2 separate regions of the Pan troglodytes genome follow, and region 2 is linked to region 1. A link is a contact called in public Hi-C data. All regions are on one chromosome and are shown on one strand. Each heading gives the region's core, a stretch centred on a gene start, on an enhancer-like site or on the middle of the called end of the contact. The rest is flanking DNA. Distances are from core to core; before and after follow the strand shown.

Region 1 (6,635 bases), core at 2,193-4,692:
TTTGTATGCCTTTTCTCCAGGTAATCTGCCTTTTATAAGTTGGATTTTCAGCAAAACTCTGTTTTCCCTGCAGGGGATATTTTAGGTAAGCCTTACAACAATCCTATGAAGTAGGTACTATTCATCCCCATCTTACATATGGAAAAATGGAGTTTCGAAAGATTAAGTGACCTACACCCAGCCACACAGCTATTCCAAGTTCAGCCATCATGTTAAACCATGTCATCCTAACACCAACATGTCAGCATTCAATCTCTACCCTGCATTGCCTGACACCCCACTTTCTCCAGCTCCTCACAATCCAAATCCTCAAGATGCAACTCGAAACCTATCTCTTTAATAGTGTCCACCTTTCTTCTTTTTTTGTTGTTTGTTTTTTGAGACAAGGTCTCACTCTGTCACCCAGGCTGGGGTGCAGTGGCATGATCTCGGCTCACTGCAACCTCTGGCTCCTAGGTTCAAGCAATGCTCATGCCTCAGCCTCCTGAGTAGCTGGGATTACAGGCACATGCCACCACCTCCAGGTTTTTTGTTTGTTTGTTTGTTTGTTGTATTTTGGGGGAGAGACAGAGTTTCACCATGTTGGCTAGGATGGTCTCGAACTCCTGACCTCAAGTCATCTGCCCACCTTGGCCTCCCAAAGTGCTAGGATTACAGGTGTTAGCCACCATGCCTGGCCTCTTTTTTGTTTGTTTGTTTTGAAACAAGGTCTCACTCTGTCTCCCAGGCTGGAGTGCAATGGCATGATCTTGGCTCTCGGCTCACTGCAACCTCCACCTCTGGGGTTCAAGCAATTCTCGTGCCTCAGCCTCCCAACTAGCTGGGATTATAGGCGCCCACCACCATGCCTGGCTTTTTTTTTTTTTTTTTTTTTTTTTTTGCAGTGTCCCACCTTCAATCAGCTGAATGCTCTCTTTTGTCATTCTGAATCTCCTTGTCTGAACTCTGAAGAGGTCATTGTTTCTACTCCTTGCTACCAGTGTTTCAGTTTAATTCATTCAGTTGATCAGTTTTTCTTCAGTCTCCTCCATGGGCCAGGCCCTGCCAGGTGAACAGCTCGCAGCCCCAATCCTCAAGGAGGTGAGGCTGGTCGGGTCTCCCAACTAGATGGTGAGCTCATTGGAGGCAGGGACCAGATGGGTACCTCTCTGCATTCTCTACAACACTGGGAGCCCAGAAGACCTGCAGCAAATATTTCTAGATTGATTGGTACCTTGGATGGTTGACAACTGTGCAGAAGGAGGGCTGCTTTTCTCCCCGCAAATCTTTGCCTGCCCCTATGACCTGCCTGGTCTATGGATTCACCACTTCCTGTTCCAGGCATTTCTCTTCTCACCAGGAGGCTGCTCGGGCCAGGTCATTTATCTCTGAGTCCTGTCTTCTTGGGAGAAGGACTGCTCAGCAGGTGCCTGATAACAAGCCCATTAAACCTCTCTCTCTGCTCTCAGCATGAGCGCTCCTGCACTCTGCAGTGTTTATCTTCCCTTCCAAGCAGCTGGGAGGATGAGCAGGGTCCACTGTGGAGAGAAGAAAGCAGGAAAGAGACTGTACCTGGAGCCGTGGGTCACCGGAACAACAAGAACTGCACACAACACACCCCGAAGGAACAGCAGTGGGACAGAGGTTAATAGAAAACCAAACTCCATCCCATCCCTCCTCCTCCACCTGCTCCTCTCTCTCCAACACACACACACACACATACACACACCCTCCTTCCTTGTACCCCTGACATGAAATACAGGAATAATACCCACAGCAGAATACAGGAAAGAGGAAAAGCAAAAGAAGCTACCTTTTACGGTGGGAATTGGTGTGGGTGGTCCCTAGTCCCCAGGGTGCAATTTGAGAGTATCAGGTGGGCCTAACTCCTCTGCCGCCTGTCACCAGGGCCTGAGAATTCCCATTTAGAGTTGTTCCCGTGATGTTTCCACAGTCCCCCTTTGAGAAGTAAATATTGGGCAGCCAGAGCTAGCTCTGTGGCACTCAGAAGGGCCCCACACTTGGTTTAATGTTCTGCTGTTGCTATCTTGAGATTCTTAATTTTTTAAGGAGGAATCTTGCGTTTTCATTTTGTACTGGGCTTAGCAAATTATGTAGCCAGTCCTGTGGGCCACAGAGAGGAAGGGTCTTCAGAGACAGGATGAGGACAGAGCAGAATCTCCTTGTGGGACTGTGTGCAGGGGCTGGTGAGCGCTGGCAGAGCTGTCCTGGGATTGAGGGCTCACTTCACCGGCTGCATTCAGGCCCACAGAGAACAAGAGGCCACAGCCTGCAGCTGCTCAGGGAACCTGCCTGGGGCCAGACCAAACTCTCTGTTTTTTACCCCTCACCAGCCTTTTCCAAGTCACCGAAGCCAGGGGAGCACAGAGCTGAGAGGTTCTGGGGCTCACTGTGTCTTAGGGAGGACATCAGAGGTCCCCCTGTCCCCAGCTCTGAGCGTGCACAGGAGCCTGACCACACTTAAACCAGGCCCTGGTTCGGTCAGTCCACCAGGCCCTGGGTCAGCCTCTAGCCACAAATCCTTCCACAGTCGCCAGAGCCCTGACAAAGCTGACTCTAAGGAAACTGGGACTGGGAACCCCCGGTTCACCAGGGCTGAACCGACTCCAGAGGGAGCTCATCAGACAGACCATGAGAGAGTAGAGAATTCACTCCCAACGCCATCTCCAGCAGGAGCCCTGCTCTCTCCTCTGGGAAAAGCAGCACTTTCTGCAGGGTTGGCAGGAGCGAGGCCTTCCTTCAGGCCAGGACTCAGTCCCTTTGCATCCCAGTGTCAAGCCCAGGGCCTAGCCCAGGGAAACCCCTGGAAGAGAAACGAGGAAGGAGGGAGGGAGGGATGATCTAGGCGTGTCTATTCAGAGTGGAGCCTAGGAGGCCCTCCTGTCTTCTAGTCCCCTCCAAAACAGCCTGTCAGATTCCACGAATATGATTTCATTCCCTTTGCCTTTGGGGCTTGAGAAGCACTCATAAAATTCAAATGTCCCTGGAAATAGTCATTCTATGAGCTTTCTTCCTTGGAGATAAAGGTAGGTGCTTAGAGATGGTGAAGGCAGGAAGGAGGCAGGGAGGAGGGAGACAGGGAGGGAGGAGGAGGAAGGGCAGGGATGACACACAGCTGCTGCACCCGTGGGCCCTGGGCAGGAGCACAGCAGCCACCGGAGTGGAGAGAGGCCCTGGGCGGTCACTGAAGCTACATCTGGGCTGCCGGGCAGACGGAGGCTGCTCCACATGGCTCCTGATCTGCTGATTATTGACTTCTGCTTCTCCCAGGCTCCTTCCTGCCCCAGTTCTCTACTGTCCTGGGCCGATGCCTCCTCGCTTCCCTGGTGACCAGAAAGCAAGGCCTCCCCTGCACGATGGGTGGGAGCACAGGGAAGGGTGGTACTACTGCGGAGTGTCAGAGCTCTGCCTCCTGCCTCCCCTCCCCCAGGCCCTCTGAGTACCCTGCCGCTGAGGCTGAGGCTGAGGCTGAGGCCATGCTGAGAAGTCTCCTGCCACGTCCGACTGCAGGAGTGGGAGGAGGAGCTGGAGGTGGGGGCTCTCAGACACTCATTGAAAATCCCGCCTGCCCCACAGAACGCAACCTCATTAAGATGGCCTGCTGGAGAGAGGATTAAGGCATCACAGTGAGTCCCCATCATGTGGTTGTTATTATCAGTCGTTTCCATCATCATTCAGAACTCATAATTCAAAACTGGTGCCCTCTTGCCAGCCGTGGCTGCCCTGGGATCAGCTGATCAGAGCCAGGCTCCCCCACGCCTACATTCCCGCTTTGAACCCATAAGCATGTGGAAGCCTCAAGCACGCAGGCCTCCAGACCTGCCTAAAAGAGAAAGGGAGTGGCCCACTCCCCCAAACCAAAGGGAGTGACGGTGGCGGGGTGAGGCGGTGGGGGCCGGTGGGGGGCTGGTGGGGGGCAGCTGGTGGTCAGGGAAGGCCTCATGAGGGAGGCGGCGCCAGGCCCTTGAATAGGGGAGGGGCAGAGAGGACAAACAGAGCTTCTTTCCTTCTAAAGCGCCTGTCTCTGCTCCCCTTCCTGGCACCCCTAATAGCCTAGAAGTTTCCCTGTATCTGCCCCAAAGGCAGCAAAAAGCATTTTCCTGGGAATTCTAGGGATCAAAGTGGTCTTCACTGCCCCAGAATTCCCCCTAGTGAACCTGGTAGTGAGGACAATAACTCCTGGTTCCTCTTCACACCTGCAGCTGCTACCGGGGTGACCTCCAGGGTCCTCACTGCCGCTCCCTCCCGTCTCAACCTGGAGAGGAGAGTCACTCCTTGGAATCGTCACCTGCAGTGACCCTAGGCATGGGGGAGCACCCCAGGAAGGCCTTAGATACTTTACAGTGTTCTCCCTACAGGGGAGGCTCAGCTCCGGCTGCTGCCCTCACAGACAAGGTCGCCACTGCAGGGAGTGGGCTCCCGGGGGAAGCACCCAGGCCCGAGCTCCAGTCCACTCATTCCTTCATTTGTCCTTTCATTCACTTCGCTGACTGTCTAGTGAGCACTTCCTACGGGCCAAGTGCTGAGCTGTGGACTGAGGTACGGAGGTAAGGGCCACATTATCCTCCCTGAGCTCACAGCTGCAGTGGCAGGCGGTAGAGTTGGCACTTTGAGGGTGGGACATCGTGGGGGAGGCTGGGGGTCTCTGTCCTTACCCTCAAAAAGCTCACAGCCTCAAAACCTAACACAGGGTAAACCAGGAGAGGAGTCGGCATGGAAGTCTTCTTGGACACAGGAGGAGCACGCCGGCCTCGAGACAGGAAGAGCTCACCTGGAGAAAGGGGAATGGGGAGGAGGAGGGCAAGGCTAAACACAGGAGAGACAGCAAGGCAAAGGCCTGGAAGCAACACCTAGAACCTTCCAGAAGATTAGAAGAACTGGCACAGCCATGATTCTGGAAGCTGGAGCTCAGAAAGAAAAGGGGAACCCACCAAAGGGCTTCAGGCAGGGGCCGTGAGTGGTCAGATGTACGTGTTGGAAAATGCCTGGCCTCGGTGAGGGGGGGCGACTGGAGGACGCCATGTTGGAGGACCTGCCGTTGTCTAGTGAGAGGTGATGGGCACCTGAACCAAAGCAGTGAAGGTGGGGATGGGACAGAGGGGCCGATCTGATGGGTTCAGGAAGGGGCATCAACAGGATGGGGTGACAGTGTGGAAGGCATGCAAGAAGGAGGATGATGCCCAGCACCTGGCTCCAGCAGCAGGAAGGACAGCCGAGCTGTTCACAAAGGCAGAGAAGGGAAGACAAGGAGCAGGTTCCCGGGGAGTAATAAAACTGTTCAATTTTGAACTTGCTGAGTTTCTTGGGGTTTTTTGTGGGACGAATAAGAGATGCTAGAAAGCTGTTAGAGGGCTGGGCATGGTGGTTCACCCCTGTAATCCCAGTACTTTGGGAGGCAGAGGTGGGAGGATTGCTTGAGCCCAGGAGTTTGAGACCACCCTGGGCAACATGGTGAAACCCCACTTATACAAAAAATAAAAAATTAGCTAGACATAATGGCCCACGCCTGTGGTACCAGCTACTCAGAAGGCTGAAGTGGGACAGGAGATTGAGGCTGCAGTGAACCATGATCACAACACTGTACTCCAGCCTGAGTGACAAAGTGAGACCCTGTCTAAAAAAAAAAGAAAGAAAGAAAGAAAGAAAGAGAGAAAGAAAGAAAAGAAAAGAAAGGAAAAGAAAGAAGAGAAGAGAAGAAAAAAAAAACTGTTAGGTATTCCTGCCTAGACCTTGAACATTACAGATTTGGAAGACAATGGCAAACTGCAGTCATAAATGAGGTCATTCAGTTTGTAAATGACAATGAGGATAAGTCACAGAGGCACACCCTCATATAACAGAAAGGGAAGGGGAAAGGAACAATAAGAGAGAGAAGAAAAAATCAGGGCAGAAAAAGAGGGAGTGCATTAGGACTTTTCCGCATGTAACAACAAAGCCAATTCAAACTGACCTAAATAGTAAAAGTGATTTACAGGGACATGTGACTGGAAACACAGGGCCAGATCTGGCTTCAGGTTCAATTTGATTCAACCGCTCTACCAATGGCATCAAGGATCCAGTTTCTCTCTGTCCTTCAGCTCTGCCTTCTGCAGGATTAGCTTTATTATAATGCCAGCGGCCAAAACACCCAGGTTTCTTACTTCCCCCTCCAAATCCAGAGGGAACAGGCCATCATACCCAGAGACCTCTCAGTACATCAAAGAAACATCTTACCTAGAAACTGCAAATAAATTTTTTTCCCAAACTGATTGTCTTGAATTTGGTAACATCTTCACCTCTGAACCAATTTCTATGGCTTTTATTGCTTATGCCAAATCCATTTTCCCCAGACTTGGAGCTTAGGATAGAGTTGATTTTCCACAAAGCACATAGACAGAGGGGTAGATTCCTCAAGTAAAAGCAGGGTACAGGAGTTACCTTATTACCAAAAGACAGAAATACTGGACATGAGGGAGGCAATCCAATACAAAATAACACAGGTGAGAGTTCTCAAGAAAGAGGAAGTAGACAACAGCAGCAAAAACTATAGAGAGGCCAAGGAACAACCAAATTGAATGTGTGTGTAAGGTGGGATGGGGGAGATCTATGAGGAAATTCTTCCTGAAAAACTGGCAATCCTTGAAGAGCATCAAACC
Region 2 (6,247 bases), core at 367-2,866, 150 kb before region 1:
TGCCCCTAGAGGGCAGTGGCTGCACACACATGGACATCGGACGCATTTGGACCACTAGCTGGTTAGTGATGGGTGTCCACGTCTTCACCTAGTTTTTTGTTTTTGTTTGTTTTGTTTTGTTTTTTGAGATGGAATCTCGCTCTGTTGCCCAGGCTGGAGTGCCGTGGCACAATCTCAGCTCACTGCAACCTCCGCCTCCAGGGTTCAAGTGATTCTCCTGCCTCAGCCTCTCAAGTAGCTGGGACTACAGGTGTGTGCCACCATGCCCAGCTAATTTTTTGTATTTTTAGTAGAGGCGGGGTTTCACCATATTAGCCAGGATGGTCTCGATCTCCTGACCTCGTGATCCGCCTGGCTCAGCCTCCCAAAGTGCTGGGATTACCGGCGTGAGCCACTGCACCCAGCCAACTTCACCTAGATTTTAGAAGACGGAGACATCCTGATCATACCAAGACAAGAATACAGTTCCATAGACCTTACTGGCCTAGTGTGTTTCCAGGAAGTCTGGAACTTCCTGGGTGGACCTCCTGCCTTTACCACGACTTCTTCCAAGGAGAAAGCTAGAACTCAAGCCCAGTTCAACTCTGTGTTTTCCTTTCTGCCCTTGGATACCTTCCTACCAGTCTTGCTCAATTTGGGCACTCCTGACATTTTGGACTGGAAATTTTTGTTACTGTGGGGGGCTGTCCTGTGCATTGTGAGGGGCTGTCCAGAATCCCTGGCCTCTACACCAAATTGCTAGCAGTCCTCACTCCCCGTCTCAGTTGTGACAACAGAAAATGTCTACAAACATTGCCAAATGTTTGGGGGAGGTAGAAGGAGAAGGTAACAACATTGGCCTGGTTTGAGAGCCACTAAACCAAACCAGCCATGGAATAGATGCCGTGGAGTCTAGCCGTGAACTGTTGTCCAGGAGGCGGCTGGGGAGGAATTCACAAATGTTCCCAGCACATGATCTGGCAATTTCTGTGTAAACTTTTCTTCCAGTGATATTTAATTTTTTTTATCATCTCCAAATGGTAATTGTTTGCAAATTAAGTGGTGTTTATCCTCCTGGCTATGAACTCTAAACAGAGTGCAGGAGCTTTTTTGTTTTGTTTTCTTTTGGTGTGTATGTGTGTGTTTTCTGGTCTGCACGGTTCTCAGTCCCTCAGAACCATTTATTTCCTTTTATTGTTGTTTTCCTCACTTGGCTTCCCCCCTCCACCAGACAGGCTTAATAACTGGCAATCATCACATCGCAGGGCAAAGCAGTCGGCAGCCACCCCCGCAACGGAGGAATCAGAGCCTGAATGCTCTGGAACTATTGCCTCTTTTGTTTTTCCAGGCAGACTCCAGTTTTGTCTCTTGACTATCCCTGAATAAAGAGAATCTTAAAACATCATGTGGCTGCAAATGGCTTCACATAAGCTGGAAGGAGCAATAAACAGGAAGTCCACAGCAAAGGAGAAATAAAAATGATCAGTCAATTAGGCTGTGAGAATGACTTCACTGAGCGCCCCCCCACCTCCACCTCCAAGGCATCTTTGGAGGAAACTGGGCTGCATTAATCAGGCCTGGGCAGGCAGGCCCCAGAGCAGAGCTGCCAGGAGGGAAGGCCTGCAGTGAGCCAGCGATGGGGAGTGAGTGCCACACCACTTCCAGAGCCAAAGATCTGCCAGGAGGGGCAGGACAATGTGGCCCACATGCGGTGAGCAAATCATCCAGCCAAGTTGCAAAACTTCCATGACACTCTTTTATCCTGTCCTGGGGTGGGATGAGAGGCCCCACGATGAGGAATGAACACAATTGCCCCGGTGCTGCAGCCCACACCTGGCTGCTCTGGTGACACTCTGGACTCTCACATTCAGACAGGACCCCCCACAGTGTTCTTGAGCCATCTCGGCCCCGAAAGTCCCATGTCTAGGGAACTTGCTGCCCTTCCCAGCCACCACCAGTGCCTATGGCTTACATGCCCAGGTATCCTGACCCAGCGATGCCCCTCCAGAGCAGGAATCATCACCACGATAAGTTAGGCCCGGCTCCACCCTACCCAGGAGGCCTTCCTGAAAACAGCATCACAGAGAATTCGGAGGACGTCATAGCTACTGCTTTGATGTCGGGCTTAAAGAGAAAGCATGCCTCCTAAAGCAGAGAGAGAGGAGAGAAAGAGATAATCAGCCTCTCGGTGTCTCATTTCATGAAGAGGGTCAGATTGTACAAACGGGGAGTTAAATAAAAAAGGATGTAGGAGGAGGTTCAAACTAATTTGAGGTCAGAAAAGTGAGAAACATATTTTTAGTTTCTAAGACCACCTAAAGAAGGCAGGGTAGTCCAGGCATGGTGGCTCACTCCTGTAATCCCAGCACTTGGGGAGGTGGAGGCGGGAGGATTGCCTGAGCTCAGGAGTTTGAGACCAGCCTGGGCAACAAGGTGGAACCACATCTCTAAAAAAAAAAAAAAAAAAATAGCCAGGTATGGTGGTGCATGCCTATAGTTCCAGCTACTTGTGGGGCTGAGGCGGGAGGCTCTCTTGAGCCCAGGAGATCAAGGCTGCAGTGAGCCAAGATCATGCCACTGCACTCCAGCCTGGGTGACAGAGCAAGACTGGGTCTCTTAAAAAAAAAAAAAAAAAAGCAGGGTATACCACATGTAGAATATTATGATTTAAAAGTAGTTCCCTCTCCAATCCTAGTTCCTCTAGTCCATCTTATTTTATTTATTTATTTATTTAAGAATGAGTTTCGCTCTTGTTGCCCAGGCTGGAGTACGCAACACCATCTCAGCTCACTGCAACCTCTGCCTTCTGGGTTCAAGCGATTCTCCTGCCTCAGCCTCCCAAGTAGCTGGGACTACAGGCACCCACCACCATGCCTGGCTAATTTTTGCATTTTTAGCAGAGATGGGGTTTCACCATGTTGGTCAGGCTGGTCTCGAACTCTTGACCTCAGGTGATCCACCCACCTCAGCCTCCCAAAGTGCTGGGATTATAGGCGTAAGCCACCACACCTGGACTAGTCCACCTTATTTTATTGTGGCTACGCTGTAAATCCATTCTGGAAGTGGCCAGGGTCATGTCTCTATACTAGGGGTTCAGCTGCGGATAGTGGGGAGCATTTTCAAGGAGGCCTGAGAGAAGGCAGGTGTTATGCATGATGCAAAACAGCAGGGTGATGGCAGAGCTCTGACCTCAATGCTCCTGAACTAGAGGTGGTCGTTAGGACTAGGTTGTTTTCCAACAGCTGACACCCCTGTGATTGGACCAAAGAGTTAGATATTTTAACCCAGTGTGTAAACGTGGTTAATCTCCAGCTTCTGTTTAAGCAATGGCCCATCTTCCTGGAAACATTCCTGCTCTCTGAGCCCTGGGATCTTGGAATAGAACCACTTGCCGGAAGTGGCCATTGCTGCTCCACCACTGTAGAAAAATCTCCTGCCCAGGTGCCCAGGCTTCTCTGTTTTATCAGCTGCTGCAAGATTCTCCATCACCTCCCTAAGCAGACCCAGCAGGAATCCAACCATTGCAAGCCTATCACTTTTCAACAACGTGGACACTTACATGGTAAGACTAGATCCACGTTATGCTGGAGTGAGGAGAGGCTCAGTAAAGCTTCCTATCTCCCAGAGAAGCCATGTGCTGAGAACTGACCCAGCCAGTTGTCCTGGACAGTAAGTGAATCAATCGGTAGAAGCCTCTGCTATGCGCCTGGGCTGTGTGTTCAGTACTGTAGTTTATACGAAAGAAGCCAAGAAAGATGTGGTCCTGCCATCCGTGAAGTTGCACCCTAGTCTAACTCACAAGACTAACGACATGTGGGCTGAGATCATACGATAAGGCCACATGACCATTCTGGCCTTCGGTAAACCCAAGCCTGAACATATATGTAAAGCTATGGTGCTTCATTAAATAATACTGCACATTGTTATTTAACTTTTCTTCTATGTCTTGTACCACCATAAGGTCATAAATTCCTCTAAAGTAGGAAGCACAACTTACCCTTTTTAGGGTCTCATGCATCCCCCCACCCCCTACAGCTTTCAGCACAGGTGCTTGTGATGTTGTTACTGGATGCTCTGGTGAGTATAATTGCGTGAAACACAATAGAATTGCAATAGGAGTTTGTGTACGGGAGTAATCTGGGTGGGCTGGGGTAGTTGGAGAGGGAGGCTTCCCTGGAACTGCAAAGGGCAATTGACAGTAAAAATACCACAGTTTTTTTTTTCTTTTCCTTTTGAAAGTAGTGATTAAAGACAACATTTAAAAAACTGTAAAAGTGTAAATATTCATTATAGAAACATGTCAAATGAAGAAAAATATAAAGAAGGAGATTCAAATCACGGGTAATTTCATTCCCAGACATGAGTGAGCTCACAGAATACATAATTATCAACTGTAACAAGTGCAGTGAAGAAAGAGACCAGCAAGAGAATAAATCTGAGAGACCTGATCTAGAATAGAGGAGGCCTCTCCCAGGATGCAACATTGAAGCTGAGACCTGAAGGATGAGCAGGGTTGAGATGGATGAAGAGAGAGAGAAGCACATAACAGGTGTGTTAAAGGATGCATTTCTTTAAGAAGCTAATTATGCCTGTAATCTCAGCACTTAGGGAGGCCGAGGTGGGCAGATCGCTTGAACCCAGGAGTTTGGGACCAGTCTGGGCAACATGGAGGAACCTCATCTTTACAAACACACACACACACACACACACACACACACAAAATACTAGCTGGGCCTGGTGGCATGCACCTGTAAGTCCTAGCTACTCAGGAGGCTGAAGTAGGAGGATCACTTGAGCCTGGGAGGTCAAGGCTGCAGGGAGCCATGATTGCACCATTGCATTCCAGCCTGGGCCACAGAGTAAGACCCTCAAAAAAACAAAAACAAAAACAAAAAAAACCAGGTGAATCATCATAAGATGAACATCTGTCAAAGTTTTTATTTAATCTTTAACCTCATTAATGAATGAGGGAAACATTAAGATCTTACAACTGGTTCAAAGGCTAATTCAAAGTACCACACTTACATAGGTCAATCAAGAATGCTGAAATGAACACGTCAAAGATTCCAAATTCGGTGGATGAAGGGCAGTTGTCCCTCTGCTGGATAGAATGTATTGGCATATGGAAAATAATCCTTACATTGCTCTTAGTCATCTACAACTTGCAGAGTTGTCTCTAGCTCAGAAAATGAAAGATGGAGATGACCAGGAAGAGTAAGTCAGAATGCCTACAAATTCTTCCCCCATTTCAAAGCCTTTCACAGTTTGTCCTGATGTGTGCAAATGTCCTGGGAAGGAAACAGCTTAAGAGAAATGAAAGAAGAGGAGGTTGCTGGGGTATAATGAGCCAGGAGGAGGGTGGTTGAGATAGGATTCATGGTGTACGTTCCCATTTGTGGGCTGTGTGTTTGTGTGTGTCAAGGTAAAGCTTATTTCTTCTTCATTTATTTATTTATTTATTTATTTATTTATTTATTTATTTATTGAGACAGAGTCTCGTTCTGTTGCCCAGGCTGGAGTGCAGTGGCGCAATCTCGGCTCACTACATCCTCTGCCTCCAGGGTTCAAGCAATTCTCCTGCCTCAGCCTCCTGAGTACCTGAGATTACAGGTGCCCGCTAACTCTTCCAGCTAATTTTTTTTTTTTTTTTTTTAGTAGAGACAGGGTTTCACTATATGTTGGCCAGGCTAGTCTTGAACTCCTGAACTCAAGTGATCCACCCACCTCAGCCTTCCAAAGTGCTGGGATTACAGGCATGAACCACCGTGCCCAGCCTCTTTTTTTTTTTTTCAAGACCTAACTTTTTTAGGGCAGTTTTAGATTCACAGCAAAATTGAGTGGAAAGTGCAGAGGTTTCCCATACACCCACTGACCCCACATGCACCACCTCCCCATTATCCACATCCCTCACCACAGGGGTATATTTGTTACAACTGATGAACCTACATTGACATATCATTATAATTCAAATAGTGTAATTTATATTAGGGTTCACTGTTGGTGTTGTACATTCTGTTTAACTTTTATTATACATTGGAGAAGAAGGGAATGACCTAATGCTAACAGACTCAGCAGAAAAACTCAGCAAGGCCTGTCTGCCTAGATTCTTCTTGGCCTCTCTGTGCAGAGCGCCTTCCTTCTGGGTATGGGGCAAGACACTGCTGGAATGGGGGTCTGATGACCTACAGCCAAACCAGGTAGGTCAGATTCTTTCTTTCTTTTTCTTTCTTTCTTTCTTTTTTTTTTTTTTTTTTTTTTTGAGATGGAG

The links. Hi-C and Micro-C count contacts between places; a contact is called where the count stands out from the background.
Region 2: a Hi-C map of induced pluripotent stem cells shows a contact between it and region 1, with 2.7 times the contacts expected there. The contact joins two enhancer-like sites. A contact is called at or near these places in 2 of 7 Hi-C or Micro-C datasets (both in induced pluripotent stem cells).

What each region holds. Positions count from the first base shown.
Region 1 is chr7:46,962,363-46,968,997 of NHGRI_mPanTro3-v2.0_pri, reverse strand. No RefSeq gene overlaps it. Among named protein-coding and RNA genes, the nearest start is that of LINC03042, 36 kb to the right of the region's middle. Within about 2 kb of position 3,442, at least 5 of the 24 cell types and tissues checked have an H3K27ac peak or open chromatin away from gene starts, as enhancers often do. A contact at or near this core is called in induced pluripotent stem cells, where this site is marked.
Region 2 is chr7:47,107,255-47,113,501 of NHGRI_mPanTro3-v2.0_pri, reverse strand. No RefSeq gene overlaps it. Among named protein-coding and RNA genes, the nearest start is that of TACC1, 17 kb to the left of the region's middle. Within about 2 kb of position 1,616, at least 5 of the 24 cell types and tissues checked have an H3K27ac peak or open chromatin away from gene starts, as enhancers often do. A contact at or near this core is called in induced pluripotent stem cells, where this site is marked.